Regions from separate parts of the Rattus norvegicus genome. Here region 1 is linked to region 2. Evidence: chromatin contacts called from public HiChIP or PLAC-seq data. All regions are on one chromosome and are shown on one strand. Each heading gives the region's core, a stretch centred on a gene start, on an enhancer-like site or on the middle of the called end of the contact. The rest is flanking DNA. Distances are from core to core; before and after follow the strand shown. Region 1 holds the start of Ptbp1 (polypyrimidine tract binding protein 1). Region 2 holds the start of Atp5f1d (ATP synthase F1 subunit delta).

What was found. HiChIP or PLAC-seq counts read pairs in DNA pulled down with a chosen protein or histone mark.
Region 1: an H3K27ac HiChIP or PLAC-seq map of oligodendrocytes shows a contact between it and region 2, with 3 times the contacts expected there. The contact joins the promoter of Ptbp1 here to the promoter of Atp5f1d in region 2. A contact is called at or near these places in 1 of 12 Hi-C or Micro-C datasets (mammary epithelial cells) and 1 of 1 datasets of contacts at active chromatin or transcription factors (oligodendrocytes).

What each region holds. Positions count from the first base shown.
Region 1 is chr7:10,500,691-10,508,498 of GRCr8, reverse strand. Ptbp1 (polypyrimidine tract binding protein 1) reads left to right here and starts at 5,542. Exons shown (of 14, transcript NM_001271057.1): 1 at 5,542-5,613; 2 at 7,296-7,326. The coding sequence starts at 5,606.
Region 2 is chr7:10,209,297-10,217,095 of GRCr8, reverse strand. Atp5f1d (ATP synthase F1 subunit delta) reads left to right here and starts at 2,746. Exons shown (of 4, transcript NM_139106.2): 1 at 2,746-2,928; 2 at 3,941-4,094; 3 at 5,230-5,318; 4 at 5,460-5,832. The coding sequence starts at 2,788. The coding sequence ends at 5,582. It also overlaps a transcript of Midn not described here.

The DNA.
Region 1 (7,808 bases), core at 4,293-6,792, 290 kb before region 2:
CATCTCCCCAGCACGAGAGTACTTTTTCCTTTAGTGAGCCTGGAGAGGTTTTTGTTATGTATGTGTGGTGTGTAAGTGCTAGTCCCGTGTCACAGGGCTCTCTCGGTGGTCAGAGGATAAACACAGGAGCGGGTTCTTTCTTCTTCAACTGGATTCTAGGGTTCAAACTCAGGGCAGTAGGCTTCTGCTGCTAGCAATTTTGCCTGTTCATTCATCTAGGTGGTTGTGAAGAATTAAAACAAAAAGCTCTGTGAGGTAGAAGTCACCTCTTGTACAAGTACCTGTGAGAGACATTAAGATTGTCCCCTGTTCAGAAACAGAGGTGTGCTGGGAGGAGAGGGAGAGAGAGCGGGCACAGTACGGGGACAGCCATCTGGTACACAGAACATTTCTTTCTGCACAGGAACTATGGTCCCATGGCGACCTCAGCATCTATAAACCCACTTCCTCTCCAGATCCCTTCTTCCAGATATAGCCTATCATAGAATCCTAGGTTGCGTGCTTTTTTTTTTTTTTTTTTTTTTTTTTTTTTGGTTCTTTTTTTTCGGAGCTGGGGAACCGAACCCAGGGCCTTGCGCTTCCTAGGTAAGCGCTCTACCACTGAGCTAAGTCCCCAACAGCGTGCTCTTTTGTGATGAGGTTTCCCACTAAGCATGGAGTCCTCAAGATCCCTCCACACAGGTGTCGGAGTCTCGCTCCTGTTTGTGACTGTGGAGGAAGGGCTGGACTGTGTCCATCATCCATATTCACAGCCCAGCTGACTCTCTGAACACACATACCCACACCTAGAGGGCCACGCTGCTGAGCCAGCCTGCCTTGCCTCCCGCCCCATGGCAACCACCACAGCTGCTTCGGATTCCAAGGGCCGGGGATGGCTAAGACGCCAGGACACTTCTGGGTATCCCTGGAAAAGCAGACCAATCACTCCTCCTGGGCGGGATGCTTGTGGCTCCCAAAGTCTTCCCTGGGAATGGCTATCTTGGATCTTTTCAGGGAGTGGCAGGGTTGGGTGACCTTCCCTGCTGGTCTGGGGGTGGGGTGACACGAGGGTGGAGGAATCTAAACATGGACGTTCCCTCAAGGTCACTAGCATCCATGTTGGTGGTCAGTAGGGGCTTGCAGGGTTGCAGAGTCGGAAGTTCTGAGACGCTCCCCTCAGCCTTCCCAAATCATCAAGAACAATTTCTTTTTACCAGCATCTGTTTATTTTGTGTGTCTCTGTGGAATCAAACCCTGCAGCATGACAGTGGTAGGCAGAGCTTCCTCTTCCTCCTTCTACTGTGCAGAGGCCATGGACTGAACTCTGTCTCACAGGGCCTTCCTGGAGTCCTGGTTTTAGGAGGTTAAAAACCTGAAACTTCTCTTCAGTGGACCTCCTCAGACCCAGACTCCCTGGCCATGCACTAAACTGTCCAGGAGAAGTTTGGTAAATGGGGAAGGGATCCTTACTCAGCATCATGTATATACAACTTAAAAAAAAAAATCCTTTGAGAGTCTATGTAGCCCGGGCTGTTCTGGATCTTCCCAGGTAGACCAGGTTGGCCTCAAACTCTCAGAGATCTGCCTGCCTCTGCCTTCCAAGCCTGGGATTAAAGGTGTGCACCATCACACCCGGCTAAACCAAATCTTAATAAAAAAAATTATAATTCACACACAAGCAGCAGGATTGGTAGCTCAGGCCAGTCAGGTCATGTTTCTGAGAAGTTAAGACAGAAGGGTCTCTGGGGTTGGGGATTTAGCTCAGTGGTAGAGCGCTTGCCTAGAAAGTGCAAGGCCCTGGCTTCGGTCCCCAGCTCCGAAAAAAAAGAAAAAGAAAAAAAAAAAAAAGTCAGAAGGGTCTCAGCCTTCAAGGTTCCTTCCTAGATCCCCAGTAACTGTGACAACCGGCTGTGGCTCAGGAGTTCTGAAGCCCTGGGTTCCATCCCCAGCAAGGCAAACAAACAAGAAGTAACAACCAACCCTAGGCTATTTCCTTTAGTGGAGACACTGGCCTTGTTTTCCCTTCAATAGAGGAATAAACTGAGGCTTGTCTCTACCTTCCTCGTATTGTTCCGAGAGTTTCGCTTGGCTCTGGCTCTGGGCCCTCACCCCAGCCTCCATCCCCTCCTACAGGGGGGTATCACTTTCCCTGGTAACAAGCGAGGTAGTGTAGTGTGCCTCTCAGACAAAGGCCAGGTGAGCTGTCCCTCCTCGCCTCAATCATTCATGAAGATAGCAGCTGGCGAGGCTGGGGTGGGCGCTGAGCAGGCTCAGACACAGTCAGGCCAACCATGTGGGAGAACTAAATAATACATCAGCCTGGGACATCTTCCCCAACAGGTGTTCTGCATAGGGACAGGGAGACTGTAAAACGGCTAGCCACTAAGCCATGGCTCCCCCAGAAGCCAGCCCCCTTGAGGAGGACACCTAAGTTGTTGGCCATCTGGGGTGGAAGCTTCCTAAGCCTGGCTTGTTTGCAGGACTAAAAGCCATTCACAACCTCGAGATTGGTTATCGTGACCAGTGGTGGCCTCCAGGTTGTGATCCCCAGAGCCCAGGAATGTGGCCCAGGACTGTGGAAGCAGCAAACAATGGTCTAGTTGGGCAGGAGAGGGACTGAGTCCTATTCTTTGTAGGTGCAGTTCAGGGTCCTGAAACTGAAATTATCCAGGCCAGACTTAGCAGAAGACAGTGTTAGGAGGAGGCAGTTGTGAAGACAGAAACACACACAGGACTCTGTCACAAGTTGTGGACACTTGGAGCTCCAGAGTGTGGGAGAGGCAGAAAAGGCCTTCCTGTGCAAAGCCTGGTTTCAGACTTCTGGGCTCCAGATGCAGGGCTCACATCTGTGGTGTTAGAGGCAGTCCAGTGGGGGTTGCATCATAACAGCAATACCAACCATTTATCCATTTAAAAAAAAACAAAAAAACAAACAAACAAACAAACAAAAAAAAAACGCTCTGGGAGCATTGGGAAAGGAAGCCAGCGTCTCCAGCTGAGCCATGTCCCCAGCTGCCAACTGAAGCATTCTAGGCAGGGGTTCCACCCCGAGCCACACTCCTAACTCATTGGGGAATTCTAGGCAGAGATGCTACCCTTGAGCCACATCCCTAGGCCCTCACTGGGGCTTCTAGGCAGAGGTGTCTTTCTCCTGTCCCTGGTCTCTCTTCTAAGTTGCCTAACCTGGTCTTGAACTCACTCTGGCTAGGCCTAGGCCTGTCATTCCATCACTCAGGAGCTGAAACAGGGCGATTGATCACTGAATGCTTCAGGTCAGTCTGAGAAGGAATTCTAGGACAATCTGGGTCACAGAGTTGAGAACTTCTCTCAAAACAAACAATCCAGGCTGGAGAGATGGCTCAGTGGTTAAGAGCACTGACTGCTCTTCCAGAGGTCCTGAGTTCAATTCCCAGCAGCCACATGGTGGCTCACAACCATCTGTAATGAGATCTGATATCCTCTTCTGGTGCGTCTGAAGACAGCGACAGTGTACTTATAATAAATAAATAAATAAAATAGATAAATAAATAAATAAATAAATAACAAAACCCCCAAACAATCCTAGCTGGGCACTGCGGCACCCAACTTTGATTCCAGCACTCAGGAGGCAGAGGCGGGTGGAGCTCTGTGAGGCCAGCCTCAAGGCTAGGTCCCTGCAGTAGGGGTTTGAGATGCTGAATTCCGGCCTGTTTCAGCAACCCTGAGGAAAGTTAAAGGGAGTCTGGAGTTCGAGAGGAACCTGCCCCAGAGGCCTGCGGTGCAAAGGTCCCAGGCAGGGTTAGAAAAGAGTCAGGTGGGTTAGAGAACGTTCCCCACTGAGTATTGGAACGTATTCTGAACAGAAAACAGATAAGGAGTTGAAGGTGAGCAAGACCGTTCAAGGGTTCTGAGAATCCAGGCGTGGTGGGGCAGGCCATTAACTCCGGAGGCAGATCTGTGTGTTTAAGGCGGGCATGGTCTACAAAGGAAGTCCAGTATACATGGCCAGGGCCACACGCAGAAACCCTGTTTCCATAAAAAAGGTTCGGGGGGGGGGTCTCTGAAGTAGCTTTCAACAAACTCTGCTAATGCAGACAGACAGACCTGTGCTCGGAGATCAGCAGTCTCCCAACTTCACTGGCAGCCACCCATGCAGGTTGGCTTCTGAGGGTGGGGCCCCTGCTTGGCACCAGCTTCCCAGAGAACAAAAACTGGCAGCCAACCTTGTCCTTAATGGTCCAGCCAGGACCTGATAGGAGTCCCAGAGGGCTCAAATCCTACGCCTTGTTGTGGGTTTTTTTTTTTTTCTAAATCCGCGGGACGGTCCTGATTAGGGATTCTGGGCCTTCAAGCTAGCTGCTCTGTCGGCTGGCTGGGGCCTGAAAGACCTAACTCCCAGCGCGGCCTCCGTGGAAATCGGCAGCCGCCCCTAATCCAGGCTGGAATCCTCTGGCACCAGGCCCGCGTTGGGGCTCCAAGGCTGTTGGGCCACTGGCCAGGTCTGCAAGGAAACCAGCATAGCTGCCAGCCTCTCTTCCCCCCCTCCCGCGCGCCCTGGACTACAGAAAAGGGAGGCCAGGCCGGGTGCTGGGCTCACCTCCCTTGCAAGGCGGAGGAGAAACTTTCCCCCCTCGCCTGGCCTTTTTTGTTTTTTAGCAGATAACCGGGCCGACAAGAATCCGAATGGTTTGCGCCTTTGAGATTCAAGCCCCACCAAAGGATCTCTGTTTTGTAGCATGCACTAGACTTTGGAGAACCTATCTCCATCTGCGACCACCAGGACTGGAAGGCAGAATCCTGGCTCCTGGGGTGAAGGTACAAGAGGGCGACTCCTGGGTTTATTTGTAGGGCATGCAACTGGACACTTTGTAGCCTCCGTTTCCCCAAGTGTAGGCAGAACCAGCCACAATGCGGCTCGTTTCCTTGGTTTCCCAATTTCTGCAACATAGGTGGAGCTTGGCTGCTGTGGGTAGACAAAAGACGGAAAAGGATGATTCACAATCTAGTCGCGACTACGTCTGTGAAGCACGTGGCCTCCATCTCGCTGCGATCTAGTCCAGGAGAAACTCGGCTGAAAGTCCAAGTTTTGGCCACGTGACCGCAAGCAAGCTAGGGCAATACTGGGTTTTCTGCCCGGTTCTAAGATGGCGAAGCACCTGCTTTACCCTCATGTTGGAGGCCAACGGCTTCTATTGCCCGCTTGCAATATGGAGGTGGACTGCCGAAAGCACGCTTCTCTGAATCTGACCCGCCACGTACCCACTCTCAAGATGGCGTCCAACGGGTTGGATAAAGACTTGCTCATTGGCTCAGACGCTATCACGTGCCCCTACTCATTCACGCCCTCCCCCTCCCCCACAGGCCGTTTCCGTCTTCCGTCCTGACTGACGGCCGTACAGTCCAATAGCCGACTAGTGTCTGTCTGAGTTTCACCCTTGGAGTAACATTTTGACCAATAGAAGGCCTTGGCGGGGGCAGGCGGGGTTGACCACGCCCACAGACTGCGGCGGGAGCCAATGAGTATCGCGCGCGGGGGACGTGTGCGGGCGTCTCCGCCATCTTGTGAGTCTATAACTCGGAGCCGTTGGGTCGGTTTCTGCTATTCCTGCGCCTCCGCTCCGTCCCCTGCGGGTCTCCTCTGTGTGCCATGGACGGGTGAGTACTGCCGCACCCCTAGCCCGCCGCTCGCTTTCCGCTGTGCCCCAGCCATCGCTGGCGCCCGCGGGGGCTTTTTACCCCCGCCGACCCATCCAACCGCTGCGACGCGCGCGCGCGGCCTCAATCCGCGTGGCGCGCTCGGAACCCCTGATATCTGAGGCCCGCAAGGAAGCCGGCTGGTTTAGGTTGGCCGCACCCATACTTCGTCTCCCCTCAACCCTCTAGCCCAGCGCACTTCCGGTGCTCGCGCGGCTCATCCGGGGTAGCCCGGAGCCCCTTCCCCGCCCTCAGCGTGCACGCGCGCTTCCCCGGTGAGGCGCGTTCACTTGAGGCGGATTGGCCGCTGTGATCCTTCCCGCCTCCCGTACCCTAATTGGTGCCGGCTCGCCCAGTGCCCAAGAAATGTCCCTTCGCATTCCGCGTGCAACCCCGCGTGCGCGCGCACAGTAGGGCGCGCGTCCCGTAGCGCGTGCGTGCGTGGGCCTGTGCTGAACGCGCACGCCCTTCCCGCCTCGGGGAGGTGTCCGGAGAAAGCCCCCAGAGCCCCCCGACGGAGAAGCTGTGGGATAGAGGGGTTCAGTTGGCTCTCCCGCGTGGGCGCCGGCCTGGCATCCATATCTCCTACATGCTTCCGGGAGATGCCTCTCTACTCGGCAACTTTTTGTAGTTTTCGGTTTGTTTTGGAGACAGGATCTCATTGTAGGCTGGCCTGAATCCACTTCTGTCTGCCTGCGTACTGGTGGGACTTAAAGGCCTGAGTCACCAGGCCCCGACGTTTTTCTTGAAACTTTTAGTTAAGGTTTTTGGATAAGGAATGGCCTTGAATTCTTGAATCTTCCACCCTAACCTCCCTAGTGTTTTGAGTCAGTCACCAGGCCTAGTAAGCTTTCCCTTTTTCTTTTTTAAGACTCAATTCTGAAAAGTAGCTTGGCCTATCTTCAAGCTCAGTACCAATGGCAGTCCCCCTGCCTCAGCCATCTGAGTGCTGAGATGACAGACTGGAGTCTCCAGTTGCTGCCTTTTAGCAACTTACTCAGGATCTTTGAGCGGGGTGTGGTGGTGCACACCTTTAATCCTGGCACAGACAGGCAGTGCTGTGCAGAGAAACATTGTCCCAGAAAGAATCTTTGAAAACAGTAAATCAGGCAGAGGGGTACACAACCCAGCCACCATTCGTGAAAGGATTCACTAGGCAGACAGACCTCTAAGAGTCACTTCATGGCCGGCTTGCTGCTCCTGTAAGCAGGCTAGGTGTTAAGGCAGTGTGCAGTCACGAGGGGCTTGGGTTGATCAGTAACCTGGGGTGTATCCGGGCAGCTCTGTTGGTTTGTAAATGGTAACAAGGCCACTTAGCCTGCCGTCAGCAGCCTGGCCCTGGAGCTCCCAGCCCCCATCAGGAAGCACTGTCTTTGGGTGCTCCTTACCTACATTTCAGGCTCCCAGCGTTGTAGGATACTCAGGAGTTGAGTATTATTGGCCCAGATCACTGGTATGCTTTGTAAAAACTGGACCTCTTAACGCATTGAAAGGCAGGGTCTGGGTCCTGTGTGAAAGGGGGGAGGGTCTCAAAGGACAATAATGGCCCTCTTTCAAGTTGAGACTCAGTGGGTGGCTCACTCCCCCTGCCTCTCCGAGCTGGACTGGCCTTGCAGTGCTCATGTCTCTCTTTCTCTCCACAGCATCGTCCCAGACATAGCAGTCGGTACAAAGGTAGGTGTCTCTAGCTTGGCATTGTACCCAGCCTCCCCTGTAGTCAGAGAAAGGCTTGCTTAGTGCAGTCCAGGGTCTACAAAGATGGTAGGCGGAAGACAGCACAGATCACACAGAACTTCCTGAGTCTTAAGTTTTAGGGGCCTAGGACCCATTTATTTGTGGGTCTGGTGGTTCTGTCTTTCTGCTGGCCTCTTTCTGACTGGTTTTGCCTTGTCCCGCCCTGTGGCCTTCATCTGAGCAGTGAATTCGGGACACATACTTTGGTGTTGCCTCTGGGTTTGGTTTGAAAGGCTGTGGCATGTAAGGTGAAAACTGAGTTGCCACCCATCTGGTGCTGTCTTCTTGTCTGTCGAGTCTTTGCTATTCAAGCAACTCTCAACCCTAGTCTCTTCAGCTCCTTGAATATCTGGGGAGACAGAATAGTCCTACCTCCAGTTCTACTGCTACTGTGGGTGGAGCCGAGAGCTAGACGGGTGCAG
Region 2 (7,799 bases), core at 1,497-3,996:
CACCTGTCACTCCAGATGTGCAATTCCAGTTTGCGGATCCTCTTGGTCTACAAACCATGAGATCTAGATACATTCCCACACCCCGACCATGCCTGTTTTTCCTGTGCTGCTCTCTGTTCTTTTCTGGATCCACCAGATAGCCAGTGCCGTCCCACACCTACTTAGAACTTGCCTTCAGAACTGGTTGTGATGGTGCACACCCGCATTCGGAAGGCGAAATCAAGTAGATCAGGAGTGCAAGGTCAACGTCAGCCTCACAGCCTGATTCGCATGAGACCTTCTCAAACAAGGAAATTGGTGAAAGGGCTGAGCGGGCAAGGGAGCCTGCGGCCAAGCCCAAGCACCCTTGTGTCATCCCTCGGTCCCCTAGAGTAAAAGAAGAGTGCTTCTTCCCACGTTATCCTTTGACACCCACAGATTTGCTGTCTCTTGCCCACTAACTAATGAATGTAATAACATTTTGACTTGCATCCATAAAGGTCTGTTACAGAATGACCCATATCCCTTTCCCTTGCAGACAGGTCTCTTTCTGTTGGTGCTTGGGTTCGAACCCCGGGACTGTCCTTTTATAAGAGCCTAAGCTTCCAGGCCCTTCTTCCCGGCTTCGCCATAGTCAAGACAAGTGTCATCATGAAGGTGGGGTCGCTTACACTGATTTTTTTTTTTTTCAGTGAAGGGGATTGACACATAGACTCAGTACTTGAGGCTGGCCCACCCGCCCAGGCTAGATCGCCAGGTTGGCCTCAAGCTCAGGCATTTGTCAGCACTGCAGGCCTGGATTTTTCAAATACTAAATACTGTGTGCACACGCGCATGTTGAGAGGGGGTGGATTTACTTTGAAGGCCAGTGGAGGATGTCAGTTCTTCTGAAGCTGGAGCTACTGGCAGCTGTTAACTGTCCGGCATGGGCGATGGGAAGAACAGTGCTCGTTATTAACTGCTGAGCCATCTCTCCTGCACCCTAGGTTTAATTTTTTTTTGTTTTTTTTTTTTTTGGTTTTTTTTTTTTTTGTTTTTGTTTTTAAAAAGACTTGTCTGGTAAGACACAGTGGCCATGGAGTTGGAGGAGAATACTCAAGACAGGACGAGCATGATATATCTAGGTTTGAGTTCTTGCTTCATGGAACATTTTTGTAGATATGGGATCTCGGGGGCCCGCGCGCAAGTGTGTGTGTGTGTGTGTGTGTGTGTGTGTGTGTGTGTGTGTTTGTACGTGTGCATCTGTGTGCTGGAGTAGGGAAGGGAATGGAGTTTCTAGATGCCACTGTGCAAGTAAGAATGCCCAGATTAGAGAGACTGAGAACTAGGTGTCTCTCACAGAGACGGATTGAGGCCCAGGACTGCTGGCTTATGAGCAGGCCTGAGCTCCAGAGTCTGTTGATTGTAGAATGACGAAAAGAATTACTCTTGCATCCGCCAGGCTCTGGTTCAAGACTGACCACTACCAAAAGCTGCCAGCTGCTCTTCTAAGATCCAACATGCATCCTTAAGTCAAGCTAATGGCTTCTTGTCCCACCAACTCTATGCCCGTATTTTTTGTGAACCTATGTGGTGGGACCTGGGGACCAAGAGCTGAGCGGAGGCTGTAATCTGCGTGAATGCGGGGGCAGGGTGGTGATGTCATGGCCGAGAGCGAGGCTGCGCGGACACAACTGGCGTCAGTGGGGCCCCTTGGCCGCCCGCGCACGGGCTCCTGCGTCAGTGGCGGGCAGGGGCGGAGGCCCGCAGGGAGGGGACTGCGGAGAAGAGCAAGTACATCTCCAGGTTTCGCGCGCCCTCTGCCTGCTTCGGCGTGCATGCCACCCAGTAACCTCTTCCGTGAGCTGCTCTCCTGGTGCGACCTCTCTCTAGCACGCACCGCGTGCGGCATCATGGAGTAAATTAATTAATTAATTATCTATCTATTTATTCATTTACTTATTTAGCAGCTTCTCAAGATGTAGACCTGGTTGATCACAAACTCACGGAACCCCGCTTGAGTCTTCCTCCGGGGAGTTGGGATTAACAGCGCCTGGCTAATATTTGATTTTTTTAAGATTTATTTATTATATTTATATGAGTACATTGTAGCTGTTTCAGACACACAGGACCTTATTACAGATCCTAGCCACCATGCGGTTGCTGGGAATTGAACTCAGGACCTTTGGAAGAGCAGTCAGTGCTCTTCACCGCTGAGCCATCTCTCTAGCCCTAATATTTGATTTTTTTAAAAATGTATTCGGCTGCGCACTTTTGGAAATAGATTTTTACCTATTTCCAGAATGCGGATTGCAAAAGTGCGTCACCACACCTGACTGGTAATCTACATTTTAATTCTTCTGTCCCAACACGTTACAGGTTTGCTTCTTTTGGGCCTGAATGCGCGCTAAGTGCCTCTCTCCAATGGTTGGGACCTGACATCAAACCGGCATCTTTTCAGCTCAAACGTACTCTCCGGAGGGAAGGTGTCCGTTTGCAGAACACGGTCCTATGGACCCAGGGCACCGTTTGCTGTTAGAAGGCGAAGAAAACTACAGTTCCCAGAATGATTCACGAGGCATAGGAGGGTCCCACTTCTAGGCAGCACTGCAAGGGGTGTGGCTAAGGCAAAGTATACCTCCCAGTATGCTCAGCGCGTTCTGCACCGCGCAGCCTTCGGAGCATCGCAGTGCGCGCGTGCGTTCTTGTGGGAACTGCGCCTCCCAGAAGACACCGCGCGTCGTCCTCCTCGCCCTCCCTGAAGGCCGCCTCGCTATCCCTGTGTGTCTGCTGTCCGCTAAGCTAAAGTCCACTGACGTTTCCGCCACCATGCTGCCCGCCGCATTGCTTCGTCACCCAGGTCTGCGCCGTCTGGTGCTCCAGGCGCGTACGTACGCCCAGGCCGCCGCCTCACCTGCCCCCGCCGCTGGGCCTGGACAGATGTCCTTCACCTTCGCCTCCCCGACGCAGGTACGACTCACAGCCCCCAGAGTCGTCAAGCCCCTGACTTTACCCGTGGGAGAGGGTCACTTGTATTGGGTCTCAGGTTTCACCCCCATGGGGCCGCGTGAACCCCCTCCCCAGGCCTCGCCCCTGGATGGGGTCACCCGGACCCAGGGCTCGACCTCTCTGTGTTCACTGAAACTTCATACCCCACCCCTAAGGGCGTCACCTGGACCTAAGGCTCCACCCTCTGGGGGTTGGATCACCTATACCTGGAAACCAGATTTTACTAATGTACTGGTGTCACCTGGACCACAAGTCCTGCTGTTTTTGGGGTGTCCTAGGCTCCACACCTTGGTCACTCAGGCCCCATCCTTGGGTGTTGTCCCCGAGATTCATATGAACTCCAGGCTCTACTCAAGGCTTGGATGGTGTCATAATGGACCACAGATTAATCCCTTTGGGGTTTACATGGATCAGAGTTTCTGTCCGTGGGGGAGTCCCCAAGATGTTGTCCAAGCAGGAGTCACCAGTACCCAGGCCTGGATCCCTTCTTGGGGATTGCCTGGACCCAGATCTTGAAAGGTCACCTGGGACTGACCCAAGTTCCTTGTCATGTTGGCTTCCCCTGGGCCTAATACCCTTAATTGTACAGACCTTAGCCAGGGTTTTAACAGCTTAATAACCATGCTGTTTGTAAGCCTATGCTGGTTTTACACTTTTGACTCCCTCATAGCAACTTCCTGAGTAGTCATGAGACAACCTTAGGGTTTCCCAGAAACCCTATCCCAGACACCAGATTGGCATGCTTGTACAGCACTGGGTTGCCATATATTTCAGTCACCTCTTTCAGACCCTCTGTTAGACATGGCATCCCATTTCACAGGTGAGTCTAACGGCAAACTGAGTCTAACGGCAGCTCTTGGTAGCTTTTACGTCCCATCAGAATTTCATCCTCCCTGTGCCCACTGTACAGAAGGAAAGACCAGTCTCCATGGCACGGTGGCAATGCCAACTCTGTGTGGTACACTCTCTGCAGGTGTTCTTTGATGGTGCCAATGTCCGGCAAGTGGATGTGCCTACGCTGACTGGAGCCTTTGGCATCCTGGCATCCCATGTCCCCACACTACAGGTCCTACGGCCTGGGCTGGTAGTGGTTCATGCGGAAGATGGCACCACAACTAAGTATTTTGGTGAGTGTGGCCCAGGATGTCTAGAGGTTCGGGTCCTCAAAGGGCAGGGAGAAAGCAAAGGAAATAGGTGTCCATGAAGATGTGGTTGTGTGGGGCACAGAGGGGATCGAACAGCTGCCCTCACCTCCATTGGGAAGGAAGAGATGGGAAAGTGCTGTCGAGGAACTTGCCTTCAGGGTAGGACAGGAGCCAGGCTGAAGGACCCACTTCTCCAGATGAAGGGCTGTGTCTTGTCTTCTCTCCTATCTCACTGTTTAGCAGTACTATCCATGGAGCCCAGAGCCTTGAGAAGCTTTCCAGGCAGGGGATCCAGCCCGCAGCCATCACTGGGGGGGTTCCAGCCCAGGGCTCCATCCCTGAGCCAGGCCCCCCGCATAGTCGGTCTGGTTCTGTCTGGGCAAGTGCCAGAGTAGGCGTGGTGGTAAGGTGGGAAGGGTGTGCACATATGTAGGAAGGACATTGGTTGTGTCCTCTTTATAAGCTGTGCTCTTTATTCCTTTGACGGGGGCAGAACCTGAATTTGCTATGTCCTTAGCTACCCAGGCTGGCCAGTGAGCCACAGACATCCTCCCGCCCTTCTCCCTACCCTTAGAATTACAGCACCTTGGCCTCATGGCTCCCCAGGGTCTCTGATCCTCCTAACTGCACAGCGGATGCTCTCTATAGGCTGCCTCTGGGGCCCTTTAATTTCCCCTTCTTGGTTTTCTTTCTGACTTTAAAGTAGGGTCTCCTGTAGCCCAGGCTGATTTTGAATTCCCGGTCCTCCACCTCCTGGGTGGTGGGGATGACAGGTTTATGTCAGCACAACCACTTTCTGCTTTGCTGGGGATTGAACCCAGGGTCTTCTGCATGCCAGGCAAACACAATGCCTACCTCGCCTGGGAAGAACTCTCTGCTGTTCTGGATGGCTTTGAACTGGTAGCCTGCTCAGCCTCCCCAGGGGCTAGATGACAGGCGTGCACCAGGCCCAGCGATCCCTGCAGGGTCGCCCTGGATAAGTGGCCTGGAGTGGGCATTGGACTGGTGGCTGTGAGTAGACTGGGGAGGCGGAGGACTGGTGACCCTGAGCACTCTTGGGAGGCAGAGGCTGTGCAGTTGTTGCCTGGAGGCTGCTCACACCTTCTCTCCTCCACAGTGAGCAGCGGCTCCGTCACTGTGAATGCGGACTCCTCTGTGCAATTACTAGCTGAAGAAGTCGTGACACTGGACATGCTGGACCTCGGGGTGAGCCATGGCCGGGGAAACTGAGGCTCAGGGCAGGGCGGATTGCTCAGGAGTCCCCTGACACCCGGGAGGCAGCTTGCGGAAGTGTGGTGCTCTGCTGCTGGTCCCGCCTGGTCCTCACACCGGCCCATTCCTCTGCAGGCAGCCCGGGCAAACCTGGAGAAGGCGCAGTCAGAGCTGTCAGGGGCAGCAGATGAGGCAGCACGGGCTGAGATCCAAATCCGGATCGAGGCCAATGAAGCCCTGGTGAAGGCCCTGGAGTAGGCGTACTTTGTCTGTCACCCACAGGGTAACAGAGGCAGGTCCTGGGGGGCTGAAGTCGCCACCAGGGGGCAGCAGTGCTCCGGTTACTGGCTTAAAGCTTCCCTGGTGCTGCCTGCCAGGTCATGGAGGGCTTCCCCAGGCTTCCAGAGTCTGGGATCCCCAGGATGCCTCTGGAGAGCTGGCCTTGATTGCCCCTCAAAGCCACCCGGACAGTCAGCTGGCCCAGCCTATCTGCATTAAATACCAGGAACCAACAGAGTGTTCTGTCTCTAACTGGGTAGCACAAAGTCAAGCCTCTCCTCACCCCCATCTGACTGGGTCCCCAGAGGCACCCTGCGACTCTGGGTAGGATACATAGTGGCTGGCTGTTGTGGGGCTGCCTGCCAGAATGGGTGGGATGGCCAAGGGTTGAGGGCAGGGCATGAAAGAGTGGGTGTGGCTAGAACTGCAGGCCAGGCAAAGTGCCCTGACCACCAACCAGGCCCAACTAGGCCCTCCCTGAGGCCCCCTGCCCCACCTCAGGCTCTGGGAAGAGGCGGGAACCACCTGCTCCCACAGAGGCCCTGCCCTAGGCACACCCAGCCCGTGGGTGGCCCTAGCCTGGCTGGCTACCTTCCCAGGCCCTCCTTAGGCACTTAGGCCCCTAGCTGGCCCTGGGTGGGGTGGTGGGGTGGGGTGACTTGGGAGGGGGTGGCCTTGGCAACCCACCCCTTTGTACAACCATCCCTCCCATCCCCATCCCCACCCCCATGGTGGCCAGGTATGATGCTGGCTTGCCCTCCCGTCCCCCCTGTCAGGAGCCTGTGTGGAATGTGGGGGTGAGGCCTTCCAGGGTGGTGAGTGAGTCTGAGCCTGCCATCACTGGATCATCTGGAACACCTGGACAGTGACCAGCGGGCTGGCTGGGGCCTGGGTGGCCTGTCACACCGCATCAGGACCCTGTGTGGGTGACTCGCTGTGGCCCCGTGTGCCCGATCTAGGCATGAGTGTGCTAGAACCCTTCCGTTCTGACACTTGCAGCCTGGGGGTATTCCAGGCTAGTCACAGGACGGTCATTCTAGGTCCACACCTTGCCCTGCTCAAGTTTAGCAGTGTGTGGGCCCCAGAGGTCACTGAGGTCACCAGACTGAGTGGCCAGGCTGGATAGATGTCAACAGGAGGCCCTCAGAACAGCCCAGGCTGGGCTGTTATACCTTGTAGTGTGAATCCCTCATATCTTCCCACCAAAACACGGAGGGTCTCCTACACGGAAGTGTGAGCCTTGCTGCCTGACCTCAGGACAGCCTGGCTGGGCTGTGTCCTGGGACAGCAGGCAGTAGGGCGGGACTGAGGTCCCGGAGGTTGGGCCTTCCTGGAGGGCACGGCCTAGACAGATCACTGAGTCTTGGGCTTCACACTAAGGACAAAGGACCACAAAGGAAGAAGAGCCAGGAAGCAGGAAGTCTGGGCACCCTGCATTTATTACACCGGCTTTCCGTCTGAATGGTGTCAGCCATCCCTTCCCTGTGGTCGATGGGAGGCCCACCCTGCCTCTGACCTCTGACCTCTGCCCTCCACAGCTTCAGTTTGGACTGCCTGAGCAAACCCCTGCTCGTCCCTTGCTCAAAGTCTGGGCCACCAAGTGTTCTCTGGCCTGTCCATGACCCTTGGAGACTGGGAGTGTCGGGCACGCCTGTGTGCTGGGGGCCCAGCATGCCTGTCCAGAGTGATCAGCCAGAGCAGGAGGGAGACCTAGGAAGGAACTGGCTTGGGAGGGGCACCCAGGGTGGTAGGGGTGCTCAGCCCCGATAAGTGCAGGAGGCTGGATAAGTGGACAGGGGGTGGTAGGATAGGGCAGTGATGGAGGGTCCGGCCACACTCAGTCATCTTCAGGAAGCTGCGGGTGGAGGCCACTCAAGTGACAAAGGACTGACTTCCTGGTCCAGAGGGTGGGTGAGTGTTCACCGTAAAGGCCATCTGTGGTGTGGCCCCACATGTGTGGGGTTGCAGAAGGCTCCTGTAGGAGGCTTTCCTTTGGTTATCTGGTACTCTGTCATTGACACAGAGGAGCCTGGAGATACAGACACGTTCTGCCAAGCCCAATGACCTGAGCTGACTTCTGGGACCCATGAGCCAGAGCGAGAACCAGCTATGCTGTGGTGTAGGGTTAGGGTGCATTAGGGACTGGGCTACTCATAGAGGTCACTCAGGTGACTGGCCTAGGCAAGGCCAGGGATG